3 separate regions of the Hordeum vulgare genome follow, and regions 1 and 2 are each linked to region 3. Evidence: chromatin contacts called from public Hi-C data. All regions are on one chromosome and are shown on one strand. The core of a region is the stretch at or near the end of the contact, and the rest is flanking DNA. Distances in the headings are between cores, read along the strand shown.

Region 1 (3,878 bases), core at 512-3,011, 290 kb before region 3:
CACGCATGCTAAATCAACTCTACTATGTACTCACTATGTTTTAAAATAAGTGTTTTAAACTTAGTATAACTCTGTACTATTAAAGATAGTACTCCATCCGTCCAAAAATAATTGTCTCATCTTTATACTAGCTTTAATATAAAATTATACTAAGCTTAAGACACTTATTTTGGGACGGAGGAAGTATAAAGTTAAGACAGTTAATTTGGAACGGAGAGAATACTACGTACTACCAGTCAACAAGAAGAGCTGCCGTAAAAAAAATAAAAAAATCCGAGCGTTATTGAGATATGTTGGTCGTGTGAGCAGTGGCAGAGCTTGACGTTGGCCCTAGCAGGGACAGCTCTTTTTTTCTTTTCAGTCGAGAAGGAGATGCTTGAGGAGGCCATTTCAAAGCTTTGCAAGACATGGAGGCTGAAACGGTGGCATTTGTGCGCTAATATTATCGGAGTAATAGCACATGAGGTTATACCGTGAAAGCCCAAAGTTTAGCTTTCTCATATGGCTGGTTGGAAATCTCGCAATTCAGTACTTACATGATATGCATATAAGTTATGCACGGGCGCAGGAACAATTTGTCAGCTTAGTGTCTCGAAGGTGATCATGGGTGCGTGAGCATTTATAACATGTTTATGTAAACATCAATGCTATCCAGCGAACATCAGCTGGAGCCGCATGACAAAACGAGGTTTTTCGCGTCGATTTTAGTGGCGGGAGCAGGGCAACTCCCGCAAACGAACCCACGACAGTTTTCACAGCAAAATCTTTTGTTGCCAGAAACTGGCATGCGTTCTTCGAAATGATCCTTTTTCTGTTTAAACTCGTGTTACGAAGAACCAGCATAAAAAGCGTTCGCAGATGTCATCCTTGGCAGCGAACGTTCGCTACATCACCCTCGCCAACCCTCGCCTCCCCCCCGCTGACGTGGAGCGGTGGCAACGGCCCTCCCCGCCGTTACCGATTTAACCAAACGGCGCGCGCGCCACCTCCGCCGCCGCTTAACAGCGGGGAGCCGTTACGTGTTGACGGCGCCACCGCCTCCGTCCTCCTGTCCGGGGCGATATTAAAAGCCGCCCTCCGTCGAGTGGTGCCGGAGAGCAGAAGCACACCCCTCGCCGTTCCTCTGCGACCGCACGAGGCAAGGGAAGAAAAAAAAAAACCGCCGCCGGGAGGAAATATCCCCAATCCTTCTCGCCTCCGATAAACCCTAGTCCGGTCTCGCCGGATTGGCGCCGGGAACCCGCCGAATCGGAGCTCGCTGGCGGGCGCGCCGGCTCGCCGGAGGAGCTGCGCTGCGGTCGAATTGCGGCGGGGAGAGGCTTTCTCGGGCTGTCCCTCCCTGGCCGGGTTGCACGCCAGGTGCTCGACGGCGTCGGATCCGGCGGCGAGGGCGGGCTCTGGGCGATTGTATCTTCCTCTTCGGGCTCGATTCGCTCGCCTCGGCTGGTTGGTCCGCGCGCGGCTGCCGTGGCCGTGCTGACCGGCGCCACCGAGGTATGTGCCGTTGTGGATTCGGCTTGCTCAGTTCTTCGTTTCAGGGCGCATGCTGCTTTTAATCCCTTGAGACATTTCATTCTCGTCTGCGTTCTTACTAGAGGTGTTCCTGGTCTCGTTTCCTTCAGGTTTCGCCCCCGTTGGTGGATTTGGCGGTCCGTTGCTGCCATTGCGCGAACCGAGGTTGAGCGGCCTGTTCTCGGCATCTCCGGCGACCTCGGTGCTGTTTCTTTCTTCCGCTGGGCGGGCGGCGCAGAAGGCGTGACCCTCCGGCCCTGCGATGCTTCCCAAGGCCCGAATCCACGCGGACCCGGCGCTGGAGCTCGAGGACGACCGCTTCGACTGCCTGCCGGATTCCATCGTCCTGCTCATCCTCAACAAGGTGGAGGACGTGCGCTCCCTCGGCCGCTGCTCCGCCGCGTCCAAGCGCTTCAACGGGCTCGTCCCGCTCGTCCACGACGTCTGCGTCAAGATCGACCACGTCGTGGCCGTCGACGGCGACGCCGAGGACCCCCTCAACCTGTCGTCGCCCAAGCCCCGGAACATCCTCTCGCACTTCCTCAAGCTGATGCTCTTCACAATCATCAAGCCGTTCCACAACGCGCGCGGCGCCGGGCGACCGCTCTTCCCGCAGCTCGCGCACCACTCGCCGGCGCAGGTGCTCCGGAGCTTCACCCACGTACGCAACCTTCATATCGAGCTCCCTTCTGGGGATGTCGGGACTGAGGATGGGGTGCTCCTGAAATGGCGGGCGGAGTACGGGAGCACGCTCCAGAACTGTGTCATCCTCGGGGGCACCAGGGTTGACCGCAAGCCTGTTGGTGCAGAGCACGAGCCATCCTCGGAGGACAACGGGAGCATGCCGGAGTCTTTCTATACCAATGGCGGGCTCAAGCTCCGTGTCGTGTGGACAATCAGCTCCCTGATTGCAGCATCAACGAGGCATTATCTTCTCCGGTCAATCATCAAGGAACACCCCACGCTTGTGAGCCTGGTGCTCACCGATGCTGATGGCCAGGGCACGCTCACCATGGGAGCAGAGCAGCTCAAGGACTTCAGAGAGAACCAGTTGTCTGCCTCAGCATGCTCCAACAGAACCCATGTCCCAGCCTGCAACATGAAGCTCAAATATGCTCCATATCTTGAGCTGCCCGGAGGAATTGCGCTGCAGGGAGCCACACTAGTTGCTATCAAGCCCTCCACCGAGGGAAGCAATTGCGGCCATATCAGCCGCAAGGAAACGGACGCGTTTATCTCTGGAGCATTTGATGGGCCGTTCAAATTTGCTGCCAAGGCGCTGATGAAGAGGCGCACATACCTTCTGGAGATGAATGGCTTCTAGATATCCCCCGAGTTCTTCCTGGGAATCTGCTTGCACTGCTTTAACTTCTGTTCTGTGTAATAGTCTGTGCTTTGTTGTCTGGTGTGTTACTAGCTCTTTGTACAGTGGTGGTGACATTTGGTTGGTTATATAAAAATCATATCGAATTACTACATTTTCTCATCGCTCCCCTCCCTGGTGTTTTTCATTCTAATTAATGCAAAGCTGATCTTTTTACCCTTACCAGTCTATATTTTTGCTTCTGCCAGATGAGATGCCTAAAAACCCAATGTGCATTTTGCCATTTTCCGCCTCTACCTTTTCTTAGCCAAACCACATCAAGTAAAAAGACCTGTGCGACTGAGAAACCACATGTAGTGTTGGTTGCCCTTTGTATATTTATCCATTGTGTCTGTATGGGAGCTTCAGATTCAGATTCAATCACTGGCTTGAGCTTGTGTTTGTGCCACTACAGGGGTAAAATAATTCCCTCACAACTTGTCTTATGCTTCCAGGAAATCTGGTCCAAACCTATATACAGCAGTTTCATACAAGGAAGCACGAGGCGGCATTAATAGAGACCAGACTCTTCTTCCAGGTACATGTTATCCGTCTCGGATTAAGAAATGAAAACGACTAATCTGATGCTGACTGGCAAATTCGTGCAGGGGAACAGCTGCCACCTGATTTTGATTTGCGTGTTCACTTTGATACTGTAGTTACAGTTGTGAGGATGCTTTCCTTATTTTGATCCTGTAGTTATAGTTGTGACGATGCTTTCCTGAAGTTGACTTTGCTAATAAGTTAGTTTACTGCTACTCGCCTACTCTCATCTCCTTTGGGTTGCATGGATATAGTTCTACTCATCTTCATCTAGCTCGTGAAGTACTACTACGTTGGTAAAAACAATTGCAATGTCAGATTAATTATCACTAGTCAATTATCCTTGGCCGTGCCATTAATGACAAGATGCAGACAGACTTAACTCATACCTTTAATTCGGATCATGATCCAGTTAGTAAGAACACGTCAACCATTATCTAAAAAAGGACACAAAAATAAG
Region 2 (3,584 bases), core at 1,003-3,502, 450 kb before region 3:
CTAAAAGATAAAGAACCCATTTCACAACCAAATAGCTATCTATAAGCATCTAGCTCTTCTCTTGCCTTCCCAAAGCATAAGAGTTCACTTTTGTTAAAATTGATTTTCAACCCCGATAATTGTTCAAATAAACGCAGTATTAATTTCATATTCCTCGCTTTCTCCATATCATGTTCCATGAAAATAATTGTATCATCCGCATATTATAAAATGGACACACCTCCATCTACCAGATGTGGAATGAGACCACCTATTTGGCCTTTCTCTTTGGCTCTTTCAATGAGTATTGTCAACATACCTGCTACTATATTAAACAATACTGGAGACATTGAATCACCCTGTCTTAACCCCTTATGGGTTTGAAAGAAGGGAGCAATGCCGTCATTAACTTTAACTCCAACACTCCCTTTATGAATGAAAGTGTCAACCTGCTGTCTCCACTTTTCATTAAACCCTTTCATACGTAGGGCTTGTCGAAAAAAAGACTACTTAACTTTATCATAAGCTTTTTCGAAATCCACTTTAAAGATAACCCCATCTAATTTCTTTGTGTGAATTTCATGAAGCGTTTCATGCAAGACGACCACACCCTCCAAGATGTGTCGCCCAGGCATAAACGCAGACCGTGTTGGAAATCCTGTGTCTTTTAATTTAGCTGCCGCCTATGTTTGTTTTTGTCTCAGGGTCAGCGCGCCTTGATTACTTTCAAAGAACGGATATGATTTTGAAACCCTCGTAGAAGTTTCCTAGATTTGAAAGCATAGGACACTGAGAAGCACCATGAGCTGAATTACAAGAGTTAAAGGAAGGACTGCCGTTCAAACTCTGCTTCATACTCTGTTGGGCACGGTTGCGAGCCACCCCTTTCAAATCCCTGGGAATGTGGTATATCAATCCTACCATCGGAGGTTTGAAAACAATCAGCTAGATGGATTGCGATCTCTAATAGTCAGGGTCTAATGTCTAATGTCTTTACAGTCGGGAAGGAAAGTAATCTGCCCTGCTTGATCATATTTGCCAAATCTGGTGCTGCCATCGTCAACTCGAGTTCTGCTGGGATATGCAGACTTAGCTCCACTGATTATGTTTTCTTAGGAAGAATTGATTATGTTAGTTGTAACAAATCACAGGGCACCGGCGCTCCTCATTCAAAAATATACGTGGGTCCGGGGTGATTAAGACCTTGTTTGGAACCACCCAGATTATATAATCTGGTTTTTATAATCTATTGTATTTTCAAACAGGACAGTTTATATTGTAGTTTTTATAAACTAGATGACCAGATTATTATAATCTCATAATCTGCTCTACCCCAGCTAAAATAAGATTATGGATTACAAATGACGTGTTACCCTTGTAAACTTCAAGAGAATTACGCAGTGCCACAGCCACTTTTCTATTTTTCCTTGTAAACAAAGGGCAAACATGTCATTGTATAATTTAAAAGCTGGTTTACAGTTTATATAATCTGGCCTCCAAACATACCCACCTGAATTATTTTTATAAACCAGATTATATAATCTATGTTCATAATCCAGATTATCATAATCTATTATGGTTCCAAACAGGGCCTAAAAGCTGCATGCAACTTATATATCCTTGAAAAAGTAGACCTGTTGTATGGTGCTGTGCAAGATTAAACGCCCCAAGGGCTGGCGTGTGATTCTTTTGGCAACTTTCTTTTTTCCTGATTGACCACATCTATTTTTTCAGGTTACCTTCTAATCGATTGTACTTTTCCTGTGCTTAAATACTTATAGTTGAGGGGAATTTTCGACTATAAATATTTAGATACAGAGTGAGTACGAGATAGATGCAACTAAATATTTCCTCAAATATTCTTGAGTATATAGTCATTATGCCAGCAGGTGACAAACCAAACAAAGGTCACTTCTGCCAAAATTTTAGTGAATTTTAATGGCCACGATCCAAACAACAACAACTTGCCAAAATTCTGGTCATGCCCTTGCATAGGTCATGCCAAGTTTTTTGTTGGGCGAGAGAGACCCCACGTGCCAGAAGGCCCCTTTTCCTCGGTACCATATCCTGCAAGAAAACAAGACCGAGAAAGCGCCGAGACCCACCCACCCACCCACCACTTCCCTACCTCGGACCCCGCGCGACTCCGGTCTCTCTCTCTCTTCCTCGCGGTGCCAGGTGGTGGCGCTGGGCCCACGCCGCCACGCGCAGGCGGGGGCCGTCCTCGGCCGTCGGATCCGCGGCATGACCCCCGAGCCCGGACCAGAGAGGAGCCCCAGAATCAGATTAAACCCACTCCCACACAGGGACACTGGGCGCCGCTTCGACCGACCCGCCGTCGGAGAGATCGCTCGCTGTCGGCCTCGGCTTCGGCGCCGGCCAGGCTCCCTTCCTTCGTCCCCCCGGAGGCGGCTTCCCGCTCCGCGCAGGTACCCTCGTCTCCCCCCTCCCCCTCCCGACGCATGCATGCCCGCACGGCCGCGCACATTTCTCGATTTTGGGGGGCGTGGACTCCGCGCGGCCTCGCGAACCGGAACATCTTTTTTTCTTATCATCTCCCCGTTCGAAGGTCGGGGCCTCCCCGTCGGGCCGAATAGCGCTTTCTCCCCCCCCCCCCCCCCCCCCCCCCCCCCCCCCCTCCGTTCCGATGGACCTCTGTAAATAAATAAGAAATGTTTTGTTGGCCATGGGCGTCGACGCAAGTTTTTGGATTGCAACTCTGTGCTCGGTTCGTACAAGTTTATGGAGTAGAATGCAGATACCAAGTGGAAGTTTTTTGCGCTATATATTTATTTGTATCTAGATGAAACCATTGCTTTTAGATAGGTGGACTGATTTGAATCAAAATTCGGTTCTTCAAATGCACTACTTTGCCAATGCTACCTGTACATCCATTTTCGTTACTAAACAGATAAATAGTTACAACCAACTGTTTACATCGGCTAGGAAAAAGGAAACAGTTTTTCAACAGTCTGCCAATCCATAATGACAGACGGGTAACTAGCTGTTTCTTCACCCTATGCCTAAGAAAGGTAGCATCTGCAACAAAGCCAGATTTCCAACCTCTAAAACTCGGTCTAGAACCTTTGAAAGGTGCTTATCAATGCTACTGATATATGCTAGTACTGTTTTACCCTGGTAACAATGGTTCAATGCTACGTCTTGTTTAGTGCTGAGAAGGAAATGCTTCATCTAGTTGATAACTGCAATTGTCCAATGTAGTCCTCAAAGGCACCCATCAATTCTTCTAGATTCACTATAGGTGGTTTCTGATTTGGTTTGGAGAAGATCAAAGGAGTAACAAAAGCAGGCAAGATTTTAGCTTGGTGTTTTACTTTCATGCTGGTTGTAGTCGCATGCGGTACTTTTCCAAGGGTGCAACCATGCTTCAGGATTCACTAAGCGCTGCTTACTCCTCTATGATTTTGTTACTGTATAGTCCGCTAAGGTTTTTCCTTCCTTGTGCAGGAATTTTTGGTTGATTTAACATGGACAGGGCTAGGAATTTCATGCCTGGCCCTAATCAGGAGCTTCTGGATGCCAAGCCATTAAGGTCTTTAGCTCCAATGTTCCCTGCACCCATGGGAGTCAACATTAACCAGTCA
Region 3 (3,573 bases), core at 55-2,554:
GCAATTCCATCTTGCTGCATCAATTTAACAATTCAAAACACCTAACAAGGATGTAATTGCTGTCGTACAATGCATTTACCTCTTAGGCACACAGAAGTGAAGCCAACAAGACAAACTGCAGTAAAACTGCTATCAACAAACATAAATATTTCATCCTCCCACTATCCACTAGACATTAAAGAGGTCGTGTAGAATCTAAATTAGGAGCTGGCTTGTTCTAGGGCCCTGTATTCATCTCTAAGGCACAGCCAAAGCAAGCCAACGAGGTAAACTTCAGTCCCATCCTACAAACTAAATTGATCAGAATGAGGTAAACTTCAGTCCCATCCTACAAACTAAAAACTACGGCATCTATCAACAAAAGGCTCAAGGTATAAACTGGTACCAGCAAACCAAAATATTTCAACATTCCATGGTCCACTAGACATTAAAGAGGTCTCATAGAAGTCCAAATTAGGAGGTGACTTGTTCTAGGGCGCTGTATTCATCTCCGAGGCACAGCAAAAGCAAGCCAATGAGGTAAACTTCAGTCCCGAATATCTAGTATAGGAACTAATAGTCTCAACACTTCACCGAGTACATCAAGTAATTGATAGACACAAAACATAAATTAACTACCACTTCGTTCTACACAAGGTAATCACGCATCTCGGAATTAACACAGACCGTAACCCAAATTATTCTAGACAATCAGATACATAGAAGTAACGAACCAGCAGATCAGCCACAGCGAAGCATCATTCAACAGTGACAAAAAAAAGCCGTTAAAAGAGAAGAGCCGATCTGTCTATACCCTTGGAGCTGCGGAGCGTCTTGAGGACGGTCTTGTAGCCGAGCGTGTACTTGCCGCTCTTCATCACCAGCTGCAGCTTGTTGTTGATGTTCTCCCCGCTCTTCTTCTGCAGAGCGCGCCCAATGGATTGAAAAGCAAATCAGTGAGAAGATCTCCCGGAAGGAGAGGAACAAATCGAGCCGAAATGGGAGGAGTGGCGGCGGACGGGGATCGATTAGGGTTCGTACCGCCTTCTTGGTGGGAGCCATCGCGTCGGGCGGCCGCGGCGAGCGAGCGTGGGGATGCGGATGGCTTCGGGGGAGGCGGCGGCGCAGACGCAAATGGAGGGCTCGCTAGGGTTTAGAGACAGGGGCTATATAGGTGCGGCTGCGGCCTGCGGGGTTGAAACTGCCGGGACGGAGCTGGGCTGGACTGGGCCTGCATGGGCCGGATATGAACCCAATGGGCCGTTGCGTAGAGCTGACGAGGTGGGCCTGTCCTGCCAGTCTGCTACGATCGTAAAAATGGCGCTGGCTGATCCGTAGCCCGTACGTGGTGTGTCTCCAACTCTCCAGTCGCAAAAACCCTAGCACGAGCAGCGCCGCCGCCGCCACACGCCGCAGCAGCAGTCAAGCCGTCGCCGGAGGAGATGAGGGGGAAGGGGAAGGCGCTGGACATCCTCGCGGGCTCCGACGACGACTCGGATGTCCCCGCCGAGGACAACTCGAAGATCCAGATCAACGAGGAGTACGCGCGCAAATACGAGCACAACAAGCGGCGCGAGGCGCTGCATCGCCTCGAGGAGCAGAAGAAGAAGGGCCTCGTCGCCGACCCCGACGACGACGACGACGACGAGTCGGATGAGGACGAGGCCGTCGCCGCAGCCTCCCGCCGCGTCGACCGCCGCGTGCTCCAGGTCATCCGCCGCATCCGCACCGGCGACAGCGCCATCTTCGACAAGGACGCCAAGGTGTACTCGTCCTCGTCGGAGGACGAGGACGACGACGCCGAGGGGGAGCCCAAGGAGGGGAAGAAGGCCAAGAAGGAGCGCCCACTGTACCTCAAGGACGTCAACGCCCAGCACCTGCTCGAGGAGGGCCCCGAGTTCGCCGCGCAGACTGGCCGCGGCAGCAAGTATGACAGGATTGCGTACGACGAGCGCCAGAGGGAGGGGCTCAAGGAGTTCCTTGAGGCGGAGAAGAAGGCATTGGGCGATGGTGATGGCGAGGAGGACGACGATCTGTTCATGGCCAAGCAGGCCGACGGAGATGGTGACGACAGCCAAGAGGATGAAGATGAGAAGCAAACTGAAGAGCTGTTGGGTGAGGTTTTTGGGGATGATGAGAAGCTGGATGACAATGAGAAGTTTTTGAAGAATTACATCCTCAATAGGCCCTACCTTGAACCAGTGCCCGACAAGTTCTCGCTGGATGATATCCAGGAGGTATCAGAGGAAGAGGTTGAGATCGAAAGGCAGGAGGACTATGAGGAGACATATAATAAGGTGGGAAAATATAATTTCCGGCATGAGGAGGTGGAAGCTTCAGAGGGAGTGGTGACTGATCGGGTAATGGGACATCCCCGGGTTGTTGAGGGATCGGTGAGGAAGAAGGAGAGCAGCAGAAAGAAGCAGCGCAAGAGCAAGGAGGAACGGCTTGCACGAGCCAAGCAGGAGCAGGCTGAGGAGCTGAAGCATCTCAAGAATTTGAAGAAGAAAGAGATTGCTGAGAAGCTTGAGAAAATCCGGATGATTGCTGGAATTGAAGGGGAAGCTGCTTGTAAGCTTGGTGCAGATGACTTGGAGGAAGATTTTGATCCAGAGGATTATGACAGGAAAATGCAGGAGATGTTTGATGAAAACTACTATGGTGCTGATGAGGTTGATCCTGAGTTTGGAAGTGGAGATGATTTGGATTTGGTTAAACCTGATTTTGACAAGGAAGATGAATTGCTTGGGCTACCTAAAGATTGGTCTCTTGATGGTAAAGAAGGGTCTACTTCCACTGGTGAGAAGAAGAAGAAGAAAAAGGAGAAGAAAAATAAGGAGCTTGCAAATGGTGAGGAGGAAGGCGAGAAAAGGAAGGGGAAGATCTCTCTCAAGGACAAGGTGGAGCTTGAGAAGGAGCTTGACGAGTATTATAAGCTCGACTATGAGGACACCATTGGAGATCTGAAGACACGGTTCAAGTACAGGCAAGTTCAGCCAAACAGTTTTGGCCTGGAGACGTACGAGATATTGCAATCAGATGACAGGGATCTGAACCAATATGTATCCATGAAGAAGCTAGCGCCATATAGGGAGGACGAATGGCGCGTGACTCATCATAAGAAGCTGAGCAAAGATTTGATCCTTGGAGGACAGAAGATAGAAGGCAAGAAGGTCAAAGCTCACAAGAAATCTAAGTCTGGAGAAGGCCCTAGTTCTGAGAGGCCACAGAAAGATAAGCCAACAAGTGAACAAGAAGAAACAGATGGTGACATGAAGTTGAAACGCAAGAAGCTCAAGACCGGCAAGAGATCCAGGTCTGAGGATGGCCCTGGTTCTGAAAAGCCAGAGGAAGACAAGTTGACAGATGAAGAAGAAGATGTTGATGCCAAGACAAAGTCGAAGAGCAAGAAGATCAAGACTGGCAAGGAATCCAGGTCCGAGGAGCACCCTAGTTCTGGAAAGCCAGAGAAGGGCAAGTTAACAAGTGAAGAAGAAGAAACAGGTGCCAAGAAAAAATCAACTAGAAGTGAGCGAAGGAACCGTCGGAGGAAGGAGTTGAAAATATCCAGGGACAGACAAGGGGCATATGGGT

The links. A called contact is a pair of places that touch in the nucleus more often than the background predicts.
Region 1: a contact with region 3 is called in a Hi-C map of leaf, with 5 times the contacts expected there. The contact joins the promoter of LOC123444215 here to the promoter of LOC123444270 in region 3. A contact is called at or near these places in 4 of 6 Hi-C or Micro-C datasets (leaf and seedling) and 1 of 1 datasets of contacts at active chromatin or transcription factors (embryo).
Region 2: a contact with region 3 is called in a Hi-C map of seedling, with 4 times the contacts expected there. The contact joins the promoter of LOC123444171 here to the promoter of LOC123444270 in region 3. A contact is called at or near these places in 1 of 6 Hi-C or Micro-C datasets (seedling) and 1 of 1 datasets of contacts at active chromatin or transcription factors (embryo).

What each region holds. Positions count from the first base shown.
Region 1 is chr1H:448,916,393-448,920,270 of MorexV3_pseudomolecules_assembly, forward strand. LOC123444215 (F-box protein At5g46170-like) reads left to right here and starts at 1,762. Exons shown (of 1, transcript XM_045120872.1): 1 at 1,762-2,998. The coding sequence starts at 1,775. The coding sequence ends at 2,836.
Region 2 is chr1H:448,761,495-448,765,078 of MorexV3_pseudomolecules_assembly, forward strand. LOC123444171 (histone-lysine N-methyltransferase, H3 lysine-9 specific SUVH1-like) reads left to right here and starts at 2,253. Exons shown (of 3, transcript XM_045120810.1): 1 at 2,253-2,408; 2 at 3,448-3,584. The coding sequence starts at 3,468.
Region 3 is chr1H:449,210,325-449,213,897 of MorexV3_pseudomolecules_assembly, forward strand. It overlaps LOC123444270 (calcium-dependent protein kinase 2), which reads left to right and starts at 1,305. Exons shown (of 8, transcript XM_045120951.1): 1 at 1,305-3,086. The coding sequence starts at 1,422. LOC123444263 (60S ribosomal protein L30) reads right to left here and starts at 1,131. Exons shown (of 5, transcript XM_045120940.1): 1 at 1,021-1,131; 2 at 794-899. The coding sequence starts at 1,041.